Linked DNA regions of Rattus norvegicus: region 1 is linked to region 2. Evidence: chromatin contacts called from public Hi-C data. All regions are on one chromosome and are shown on one strand. The core of a region is the stretch at or near the end of the contact, and the rest is flanking DNA. Distances in the headings are between cores, read along the strand shown. Region 1 overlaps Enkur (enkurin, TRPC channel interacting protein). Region 2 overlaps Arhgap21 (Rho GTPase activating protein 21).

Region 1 (6,195 bases), core at 3,101-5,600, 290 kb after region 2:
TGGTAGAGGGAGAGAACTGAGTGCAGAAAATTATCCTGCCCTTCACGTGGGCATGCATGCGTGTGTGTGTGTGTGTGTGTGTGTGTGTGTGCATGTGTGCATGTGTGTGTGTGTGCATGAATGTGTGCATGCATAGCCCTTTCCCTACCCTAATTTCTCCATCCAAGGGTCTAGACTTCCCTCCCCCAGCCACCCGTCTCTGTATAACCCAACCACCTTGGTTCCCTGGCCCTTTTGTCTGCTCTTTACCGTCCTGGCCTCCTGGTCTAGCTTCTTCCCTCTTCACATTGCTCAGGGTCGTGTTCACTTTGGGCTCCCAGATGTCCCTGCCTCTAACTATGCGCTTCTTTTTATGCACAATAAATTTTCTCCTCCACGATACCTATGAACACTCATGCCCTTTCCTTTTAACATTTATTTTTATTTTTATATTTTCGTTTAGCGTGGACATTTTAACAGGTGTGTCCTCTGCAGTGATCATGGTCTCTGGGTCTTAATTCACAGTTAAGGGTGAGAGTCTGACTACTCTCTGGCCAAGCACCTGAGGCAGGTATCTGCCCCTCCTCTGGTTGACGGGAGCCAGGAGTGCATGCAGATGGAGGTTATTGCATTTGGAGCCCCCAAAGTTGGGAGTCCATGACAGCAAGGCCCTTCCTGAGCGTGATGGGGGTGAGGAGGAGATGTCTGTCGGAAGGCAGTACATGACAAGGTGACAAATTCATCTGAGACTGCATTCTGGGAAACGGAAAAAAAAAATGCTTTAAAATGGACAACCACAAAAGTTAAGTCAAACCTAAGCCCAAACCCCTATCTGTTAAAAACCAGTTTTTATCTTGTCAACATTTAAGACCGTCTTAGTCATGACTGTCAGTTAAGATCACTCCCACTCATGACTCCGGTGTAGAACATTTCTAAGGCTGAATCATCAGATTTTTTTTTTTTTTGTATTGCTACTGATTTTGAAATACTTGAAAAGGGATCTTCATGGTAAGTAATTCATTAACAAAATACTGACCCCCCACCACCACCTTAACCTTAACCCTGGCAGAGAACTTCCTCCTTCATTCATACCAGTAGTGGTAGAAATGAGAGACTTTCATTTATTTGATTAGGGTTGGTTTGTTAAAGAAGTTTGTAATTGGTGGCTCAGACAATGTTGGGTGGAACAGTTTTCAACATTTGTAGACTGTCCAGTTCATGGTCCTTTGGTTTCTGGATAAGACATAGCCTGCCCACTCTGTAAGTCTGAGGTTCTGGTTGTGACCTCCTTACAGCACAGCAGCAGTGCAGGGTTGGGACTGGGGTTCTATTATGGTTAGTTAGTTCCTCTGTGGTCTGTTGTTGCAGTTCTTACCTGGATGAGTGGGATTTACCAGGTGACATCTTTTGTATAGAATTTGAGACGCCATTAAAAAGCTGGGATACTTAGAGGAGAATGTTTATATGCCACTATTTTTGGAAATTTATCTTAAAGTTTGTTTATGAACTTCTCAATTTTTTTTTATTAATTAGGGGCAAATGTAGACTAAGAGATCAGTACATGACAAAAACAGGAGATGTTAATCTATTGATCAATAAGCTGTATAATCTTACAAAAGTAACCTTGAGATTCATAAAAAATCAATATTTATACTGGACCCGGATGGAAACAGACTCCAGCTTACTGGAATATTCACAGTGAATCATGGAATACATCAGAGTACTACAGTCAGGAATTTTCATTTTGTCTCATTCTTGCTGGTTTCCGCTCTCCTTGAGTGGTGTGCTGGCAATCCACACACCGTTCCTTCCTCCCTCACCTGTGTCCGGTCATTCTGCACCCGCATCCCAGAGATCTCTCAGGTCCTGCTACTGAACTACATCCATGCCTTAAAGAGAGTCTTTCTAGAATTCTCCTTGGAGCCTTTCAGGAATCGTCTTCTTAAATTTTCTTCCTTTAAGTGAACATTTTAATCATGTATAGTGTTGTGGATACTGAAAAGATCTTGAGTTAGAAATAATTACAAATAGCACTGGACCCCTGAGAACACACGCCTTGAGTCACTGGAGTTTAGAAGCAAGATCTAGGAAGCGCTTCCGAGTATCAGGGAATCGGGTCCCCAGTCTCCGACAGGCATGGTTTTCTGCACTGTATTCTTACTGTCACCCAGGGAAGAAAAAAGCAAAACAAAACAAAAAACACACAACAAAACAGTGCAAAGCCCTGAAATGCTAAATGTTTTTACTTTCTAAGGTCCAGACGTAATGTTCACGTGAAACACGTCCACGGTGATAGGATGATTGCCCTTATGGAATACAGACCCAGGGTGAAGCTTCCGACTTTAATGGTTTGTTTATAAGTAGAACTGTGACAGTGGAGGAGAAAATTTTCTCTAGAACAATCAAATAATTCAATTATTCTTTCAACACTGCCTACATTTTCAGTGAACTTATTCTCTGCATAGTCCTCTTTGAGAAGAGTGGGTTTGGTTTGACGTCCGTGAGGATTGTCCTGTGTCCTCTTTCCGCACCGTGACAGCTCGCTCACTGGTTGGCGATGTAGATGATCTTGTGCTTCTCGATGATGCTGATGTCGTGCTCCAGCTGTTTCATCTCTTTTTCCAGCTTCTGCTTGCGGATCTTCTTCGGTATGGAGTCGATGAAGACCGAGAGGGACTGGAACTCTTTGTGCACCTCTTCCCAGTTCTTCTTCAGCCCCTGCAAACGGTAAAGAGACTTTGCCGTAACGGGTAGACTGCAAAAGGAACCGACAACGAAACTGCGGGTAACAGAGACTGAGAAGGTGCAGACGGCTGCTGAAGCGACTTTGGAAATGATAACGTGTCCGTACTGGACTTGGCCACAGTAACAGAAAACACGGCACAGCGGCAGAGCCCTGTACCGTACAGAGTTAGGAGCACTGTGGAGCCAAGCTTATACCAAACGCTTCGGTAAAAATCAACAATCTGAAAATTGATGGTCCCAAGTAAAAGCTGGTTTTGAAAATATTTTTCATACATTTATTAGAAAAGTTTTGTCAGATATCATCTTTAGGACCACCACCCTACTGCCTCTTTGCAGGCCTGGAAGTCAGGAACTTAGGTTAGCCGGCCAGCAGCCCCTCCCACTGCTGCCTCCCCCCAGTCCTCTACCTGCTTCTCCCACACTACTGCTAAGATCACAGCACATGTCACCACGACTGGCTCTTACATGGGCTCTGGAGATCAAGCTCAGGTCCCCATGCTCACACGGTAAACACTTTGTAAACCGCCCCTCCCCCACCTTCACTTCCTCCCTGCTCAGAATGTTCTGTTCTATCTTTGTTCTTCAACAGGGAGGCCACATCAGAAGCCTGAATTTTGACCGGCATATTCAAGTTGTATTTGGTGAAATGTTACTGTAAGAAAAACACTGAAATTCAAGTTTATAGTGACCTTTTTGTATGTTTTCAACCTATTACAACATATTACAAAGACTAAGTCATCTTCCGTGCAGTCAGGGGTCCATATCCTGTGAATGTGTTCTAGACATGGTTCGAATGTCATTAAATGTAGAACACATGCTAATTTAATAACGTAGCTAATGTTTTATGGTCTCTGAAATCAACACATTCAAAATGAGGGCTCTCTTAGGAGCTATAAATGCCCATTTCCACCTTTGCCTGGTTACATTTCTCATTACAGGGGACGTGGGCTTCACTGACAACACAGTCTTAAACTACTAATTGAATTCATTCAGTGAAGTTTTACAGACTGGCCCGTTTCATTCATTGTGAGATCATAGATCATTTTATTTACACTCCACTAACTAACTAACTAACTAACTAACTAACTAACTAACTAACTACTTAACTAACTCACTCACTCACTCCACTCCACTCCTGGGCATGAGGGTGGAGATAAGAAGATACAGAAGGAGCTTTCAGATCAGGCAGTCGCCTGAATTGATAAACTCCAGGTTCAGTGGATATGGTAAACAGTGACAGAAGTCACCCCCACATTGACCTCTGACCTCCACGTATGAGTACATGTGCACTCACATGCACACACGCACGTGTGCATACTTTCAGACACAAAGAAAAAGTACATTTCATTTTAAGAGAGAAAGAGCGAGTTTTGGGAGTCCACAAAGGAAGCAAAAGGATACCCCAAAAGAGCAGATGCCATGTGAATAAGGAGAAAGCCAAGCTGGTCATGTAGGCTGAGAAGAAACAGATGTCATTTCTAAAAGTGGAGCCTCACAGGACAAGCCTAAAGCTGCCATTCCAGCGGTGGATTTTGGTGAGACAGTGAGAAACCCCACAGTGTCACTCTGGGTGACTCAGGGCAACTAACAGGCAGCATCTTGAGCAAGATCCTATTAAAAACCAAGCTTCCTTGAAGCGTGAGAACAGGCCTAGGAGCTTCAGTTTGGCCTGCCACAGCGTCAGGGTGTGGGAAGTCTCTGGAGGCAGAAGTAGAGCGCAGCAGGCTGGATGCTGACAAGCCCAGACTGTAGACGACAGGAAGCTGGGCAGGGAAGTGCATGGGGAAGGATAATCTGAGCCCAGAGGCCAGAAACAGATCTCATCAACAGAGACTAGCCCGGCAGTCAGAAAGCTCTTAGTCTGGTCAGCCTCTGGACCATGATAACTGTCCTGCATTGCCGTACAGCCCCAGAGACCTGCTGTCCCAGGCCTGGTCTATAAACCTAAGAGCTGCTTCCCTCCAACATGGAAGACAGCTCCAGGGTTCCTGCAAGTATAAAGACCATTTCTGTTTGACCAGATCTCAGTGCTGGCTGCTTTTCACACTCCCAAGACCTTTGGAGGAGATGTCCCACATTTGGGAGTCATCTCCAGCTAGCCATTAGCCTCCACAGGGATGCCATTCAGGATGGATCTGAAGGATGAGGCAATTGCCCAGCTCACAGGTTGAAAAGCTACCTGTGGCTAGCAGAGATTCCCAAGAAGAAGAGTTTAGCCACCAAAGTGAAGACGGATCTGGTGAATGTCTCATTTTTCATATCGACTCAGCAGCAGTGTAAAGCTGGGAAAGGATGAGAGTCCGCTAGCTCAATTGACCCTGCCTCCATAAGTGTCAGTTTCCAGTCTTCAAGGGCCTTGAATAGCCAAAACAATCCTTATCGAAAGAGCAATGCTGGAGGACTCTCAATACCTGGTCTCAGATTATATTACAGAGCCACAGTAACAAAAATAGCATGGTTCTGGCTCAAAAGCAGATATGTCGACTGATGGAATAGAGGACTCAGAAATAAACCCACAGAGATAAATAAAACCACTTAATTCTTGATAAAGGTGTCAGAAGAACGAAACTGCTCAGACCAGTTCAAAATGGATAGAAGGGGTCTTAAGGTAAGATCTGAAGCTTTGAAATGACGAGGGACGATACATGGGAAGAACTTGAGAAGATCAACGTAGGCTGCAACAACACTGGAACAAGCCAAAGATTGGCAGGCAGGATTCCATGAAAGTAAAGGGCTTCACACGGTCTGCAGAGAGAGGTTAAGGGCACTGGCTGTTCTTCTAAAAGATGTGGTATGATTCCCATCTCCCACACAGCAGCTCATAACTATCTGTAAGGGATCCAACACCCTCTCTGGCCTCCGCAGGCACCAGCCATGTATGTGGCGGGCACACATACATGCAGGGGAAATCCTACTACATGTAAGATCAAATCAAAATGTATGATCGGCTTCTTCAGAGCACAGGAAATAATTGGCACAGTGAGGACAGCTTTCAGAATAGGGAACAAAAACAAGCACAGATCACCCAACCCAGTCCACTGGCCAAGAAACAGGACAAGTAGTTCTCCAAAGAAGAAATACAGAAACTGCTATTAGAAAGCTGAAAAAAGGCTCAGTATCTGCAGCCATTGATGAAATTCACACTGAAAGAGCTTGCGGTCCCCCATCTTACCCCTGGCAGGATGGCTGTCTGAGAAACATAAGTGACAGCCAATACTGGTGAGGACGTGAAGGAAAGAAATCTTAAGCCGCTGGTAGGACTGTGAGCTGGTACAGACACTATAGAAATCAATATAGGGGTTTCTCTAAAAGTAGAAATACCACATGGCCCAGCTATATCACTCCTGTGGAGGTGCCAGCAGAACGCAGCCACCACACAGCAGAGATCCTGGCATTTCTACGCCTATTGCTGCACTACTCACAATTGCTGGGAAAGGGACAAGCCCACGCGTCTGTCAGCAGCCAATGGAT
Region 2 (6,008 bases), core at 1,631-4,130:
TACACATACATTCTCTCTCTGTCTCTCTGTCTGTGTCTCTCTGTCTGTGTCTCTCTGTCACACACACACACACACACACACACACACACAAACACAGAGAGAGAGAGAGAGAGAGAGAGAGAGAGAGAGAGAGAGAGAGAGAGAGACATCCCAAAGAAAAAAGAAGCCATGAATCTGAGAAGGAAGGGGCATGGATATATATGAAAGGTTGAAGAAAAGACCAGTAGGGGAAAATGATGTAATTATACTATAATCTCAAAATACAAATTAAAAAAGTAAAAATAATATCTGTAAGGTTTAGTTTGTAAAAAAAATTCTAATGCCCTTTTATGTATTCATTTTCTTCACCAAGTTTTTAACTATAAGGAACTTTTAAGACTGGAAATTAGCAAAAGGGCTCTTTGGTTGTTCTTTCAGGGAAGAGTGGAGACTGGAGACTGATCCTACAGAAATGTCCACTTCTTGGTTGTTTTTTCTTTTTTCAAAACTAAGATCAATGCAAACAATGAATAACTGTTATACATAGAGAAACAAACTGAGAACAATAGATCACAGCAGATTATGGGTCACTGAGTAAAGTCTTACACATACCATCTTCCCAAAGGGCTCTAGCAAATGTCAAGTTGATGTAGAAATAACCAACACAATAGCCATTATGGAGAAAAGTACAGTTTCCTCAAAAAAAATTTTCCCACAACCTCTAGCATCCCTGCTGGCCATCCAGCCAAAGGTAATGAAGTCAGTGGACGAAGCCCTGGCCTACTCTACAGCTCAGACTGCTCAGGAATGCACCCACAGGCTGACCTCAAACTTACAGCAAGCCTCCTGTCTCAGACTCATAAGAGCTGGGAGTACAGTCATCAGTTACCACATTCAGCTATAAAAGCTATTTTAAGACCCTAACAGAGACATACTACCTAATGTTAAAAATATTGTGTGGCAGGGAATGCCTTTAATCCCAGCATTCTGAGGCTGAGGCAGAGGCAGGCAGATCTCTCCGTTTGAGGCCAGTCTGGTCTACATAATGAGTTCCAAGACAGCCAGGGCTGTACAGAGAAACCTTGACTCAAAAACAAAAACAAACAAAAAGCAAGTCTTATATACTCAAACATTAAAACACTACATCTAATTGTTAGCCTTTTTTCCCCCCTTATTTTATGGTGTGGACAAAATCAACAGAGAGAGAGAGTGTGAAAAGGTAAATTATTAAATTAAGCTATTCTCCATATTCTAATCAAAACAAGTGTGATGGATTCTGTATGCTTGGCCCAGGGTGTGGCACTATTAGGAGGTGTGGCCTTGTTGGAGGAAGTGTGTCACTGTGGGTGTGGGTTTTAAGACCCTCCTCTTAGCCACATGGGAGAGGTCTTCTCTTTATCTTCTAGACAAGACATGGAACTCCAGCTCCTCCTGCACCATCCCTGACTGGATGCTGCCCTGCTTCCACCTTCACAATAATGGCCTAACCCTCAGAACCTGTAAGCCAGCCCCAATTAAATGTTGTCCTTTATAAAAGTTGCCTGGGTCATGGTGTCTGTTCAAGGTAGTAAAACCCTAACTAAAAAAGTGCGGTCATTTTCAGAAAGCTAATTAGTACATTCAAGTTTTACCACCCAATCTGCAGATCGGACAACTTCAGGGACCCAGATGAGACCTGTCACATTTCAATCACAATTACATATACTAGAAGCAAACACGTACTCTCTTTATGCAGCTTGACCTTCAAGAAATGGAGTAAAATCAGTTTAAAAACTTAAAAAGTAGACGATGTTTGAAATTACTCATGTTAAGCTTTTTCAAATCAAATACATTTAATTTTTACAAACTTTTTTTGCCATGGGAATGTTTCACACACTCAGAACCAGAGAGACTGACAGCACTAAACCCTAGGAGACTAATAACCATGAAAATCATGTTTCATTTCAGCCCACTCACACCCATATAAAGCTTTTAAAGTTAAGTCTCGGATGTCAATTCATTCATAAATGCTGTAAACTCTCTGGCAGGCACATCTGAAGGAAAGGAACGTTAGTATTGACTCACAGGTGAAGGCAAAAAGCTTCTCTGGGTCTCCACAGGAGGGAGTACTCTGCACAATGGAGTTTCACGTACAAGCTGAGCACAAACCAACCTTTTATCCTTAAATATCTACTTACCACTAAGAACTGACACAGCCCTAAAGCTATGAGACAAATCCAGAAAGGTCTCACATGTGGAAATCACATGACAGCCCCATGTTAAGTTTATAAACAAGTTACCCATTCCTGTGGATCTGCTTGGCTATATATTCAAATCCCGTGAGTTTACAGTGGACCTATTCATTTACAGATTAAAGTCTTTGAGTTTATGGTGAATCTTCTTAGCTATATACTCAAATCCCATATGTTTACAGTGGACCTGTGGGTTTATAGAAAACACACTGCATGGAAATCTCAAGTGTACAGAACGGTACCTGGCATGTAATGGATGCTCAGTAAGTACCTTCTGTCTACTTCAAAAGGTCACCCTGGAAAATGCTAACAGTAAACAGCACTTCTGAGGTTTGCCTCCAGAAGAATGCTCCTGTGGGCCTCTTCAGTCCTGGGACAGGGCGGGCACCAGAAGAGCAGTGTGAGCGCAGCACCACTAGGTGTCAGGCGTGGATCAGTTTAAAGTTATAGCTAGGCAGAAACACTGTGGGAGCCCTTATCCAACACTTCCCCCTAGTTCTCTTTGAATGAACAGTCCATGACTGCCTTTCAGAGCACTTGAAGTTCAGTAATGTTAGTCGTCCCCCTCACGTTTCAGGAGTTTCATAAATGATGTATATAAGTCACTGCCCTGTTGTTCTTGCTTTGCGAGGTTGCAATTTCTCTGGCAACCCAGACAACTTTGTTAATTGTAAGCAACAACTTCCCATCTCTGAATTTATCCACTGCTCAACCCCTTGGCCAATAAGCTTGTCAAGGCCATCCGCCCTTTGTGCGCTCTCCCCTTCAAGACTACCAGCCTCCCTCAGCAAGCTTCCTAAGATCGCCTTTGCACCCATACTTCAACAAAACTTACCAGTGACTTCACGCTCCTTCCCCAAGGCCTTTCCAAGTACACAATTTGCCCATCTAACTAGAGAGAACGCCACGCGCAGGCCAGCTCTGCCCTCGGTTCTCAGCCTGTTAGTTCGGCTGAATGAAGCTAAGTGATACAGTGAGTTGCTCTGTATGTGCAAGCGAGTTCCTGAAATGCTCAGGAAAGGCTCCTGCTGCATCCCAACCCCTGCTCCCTCAGGACGGCTCTTCCAAATCCTGGTGACGTTAAGCTGCTCTCCCCAGCTGCGGGTCACATTGGATCTGTCCCGGGTCCCTGAATCTCTGCTGCTCTGGCCTCTTTTGTTTGCTTTGCTGTGTTTGTTTTAATGTCTAGTTTTCACTTTGAAGTTTTTCTTTCTCCTGTGTCCTCTCTCAAGTAAGGATTTAGTCCTCAACAGCCTTCTTTGGGGCCTTGGTCCACAGCTAGTTAGCACTTCTCATGTACATACTCTACGCTACAGCTCTGAGGTCCCCTTGCCTCCCCACCATGCAGCGGATGAGTGGCGGTGTGCCTCTGCCTACTGCACACCCTTCACCAGGGCTGTCAGCCCTCACTAATCTCCAGCTGCTTGTGTTGCAGGGGTTTCTGAATGAACAGGCATCCCCAGGACAGGCATATACGCTCATCCATGTTACACGTCCCTGGGCGTGTACTGATGCCAGAAATGTCCCTACTCATGAATACCTGCTTTCCTTATCCCTCCACAAACTCCACTGAGCTCTGTAACTTCAATAATTTGCTACACGTAAGAAAGTATCTTTTTAGATGTGATATATCCACTACTACAAATGAAACGTTTTTCACAGGCACCTTACAATTACTACCTCTTAATCAACACAGTGACTTGCCCTCAGATCTTCCATTTATTCTCTGGTTTCACTGCTGGGACAGACTGCTGGCACATCTGTTCATGACTTGTAGATGGCCCCTCCTCTCCCTAAGAGCTCCAGAGCAGGTACTCTATCTTGTACATGGGAAACGCAGCCCCGCTCCCCAGGGACAGGATATGCTGCTCTTCAAGCATTCTTGGGCTAACAGAGTTCATCTACTCGATCCCTCACCCTAGAAAATCTAAGCATGACTCTCCATGCATCAGTAACCTACAACTAGTAACACACAACCCACCCCACCCCCACACCTGTTCTTCTCCAAAGTCTAGGCAAAGGTTACACATAAACGTCTCAGAAATGTCTCCTGAGAGGCTGCCGTCCGTTCCTCCCATCCTAGTTTCACCTGCCCAGCAGCAGTTTGGCAAACATCCTACGAACCGGACTCTTCCCTGGCAGGAAAATGATGGCTTCCGCCATAATTATGTAATGATTGTACTTACTTTTATTTCTGTGCTTTAAGCCTTATTTCATATTTCCAGCTCCCGGTGTCTTATGTGTGAATCTGTGGGTCTATAGGTTTCTAAAAAACGTATGGCAGAAACTATTTTTAATTTGGGAAAAAAAAAAATCCTTGCCCTCCACTTCACCTGAGTGGGGAGCCGGTGAAGATGTTGGTGTGAGTGACCGGTGGAAGGGCGCGGAGGCAGGCTGTTTTCATTAGCCGGTGGAGGAAGTGTACTGCATGGGTGACATTTTTTCAACACTCTGAAGGAAGTGAGGTTAGAGGCCGCGTGGCTTCCTTCCACACAGTCGGCTTAGTGTCTGGCTCACTGTACACACTGCACAGATGTTTGCTAAGTGAACGAACAAACAGAATGTATTTCTCAATGTCCTCACACTTAGCTGCAAATATTTCTGTTCTGTTTTTATGCCAGAGATGAGAAGTTATCTGCTAAACATCGAAAGCAGGGGAGGGGCTGCAATCTGTGCAGGCTAGCTGGGAAGCATCGAGGGACAAGACCAGGCTCTCCAGCAGGGCGGTGGCTGTGACCAAGTTGTGGGTTGTGCAGCAGCTAGGAAAGGACAGCTTAAAACCACGTGATTAGAGGGCTGCTCGGACAACACTGCTAAGAGAAAGCCCGGGCAGAGCCATGCCTTGGAGACTGCTCAAACCCTAGTGCGAATCTCCCTCTAGTTCTTTCACAGTTACTTATCTCTGCCAGCGGCCTCCGACTAGTACTCTCTGAAGCTGGCTTTCGAATTAAAACGTTTCATAATGAAGCATCTAGAACTTTTAAAGACATCTGAACTCGCATCTAGTTTGTTACCTGCCATCTTAACTTCACGTGTTCTGTTTCTCAAGTCTTAGTCTTCTCCTAAAGAGCGGATTCTGACGTCTGCTTTGGCCCAGCTCAATTTCTTTCATTACAGATTATCATTCATTATTTTTAAGTAGTATCAAGATTTTAAGTTTTCACCTCCTGGCTTATTTTACAGAACGTATCTAAATTTCTATGTAAGCCCAATATTGTCCTATTTTGTTATTTTCTTATAGACCTTCTTAATTATTAGAAATATGGTTTCTAAATCTCTAGGCACCACTACCTCTGAGTTACAGGGGCTGTGGGGAGTAAGTTTCCCCCGCACCCCCAACAGCAAACAGAAACTGACAAACCAAACTCAGCAACACACGGAACGGTCGCTTAGGAACAGACCATGGTGGCCACCACCACAGGTGTTAGTGTCCTTCTGTTTACCCACCAGGCGCTGTGCACATGAGCTCCTACTATGTACCAGATACCTACTTAATGAAAACCCAGCCATATAAGGCATTTCCTATCCTTCATAATCTTTGCTCTGGGAAGAATTCATAGAAATTGTTTCAAAAACATACTGATACCTAAATATAGAAATTGTTTCAAAAACATACTGATACCTAAATGGAGTGGATTTGCAGTCAGCCCCTGACTTGGGAGGCTGAGACAGGAGAGAATGGCTTGAGCTCAGGAGTCCAAGAGCAGCCAAGTCAACACAAAGAGATCCTGGTTCTACAAGAAAGGGGGTGGGGTGGGGGTGCGGGACACAGAGGGAGCGAGGAGGGGAAGTCAAATG

Evidence for each region. A called contact is a pair of places that touch in the nucleus more often than the background predicts.
Region 1: a contact with region 2 is called in a Hi-C map of frontal cortex, with 5 times the contacts expected there. The contact joins two enhancer-like sites. A contact is called at or near these places in 10 of 12 Hi-C or Micro-C datasets (the A7r5 cell line, the Rat2 cell line, Schwann cells and 6 more) and 1 of 1 datasets of contacts at active chromatin or transcription factors (oligodendrocytes).

Annotation. Positions count from the first base shown.
Region 1 is chr17:88,596,756-88,602,950 of GRCr8, forward strand. It overlaps Enkur (enkurin, TRPC channel interacting protein), which reads right to left. Exons shown (of 5, transcript NM_001106126.1): 5 at 2,302-2,697. The coding sequence ends at 2,524. Among named protein-coding and RNA genes, the nearest start is that of Enkur, 23 kb to the right of the region's middle. Within about 2 kb of position 4,351, at least 36 of the 93 cell types and tissues checked have an H3K27ac peak or open chromatin away from gene starts, as enhancers often do.
Region 2 is chr17:88,310,136-88,316,143 of GRCr8, forward strand. The region is part of intron 3 of Arhgap21 (Rho GTPase activating protein 21); the gene reads right to left. Among named protein-coding and RNA genes, the nearest start is that of Arhgap21, 67 kb to the right of the region's middle. Within about 2 kb of position 2,881, at least 33 of the 93 cell types and tissues checked have an H3K27ac peak or open chromatin away from gene starts, as enhancers often do.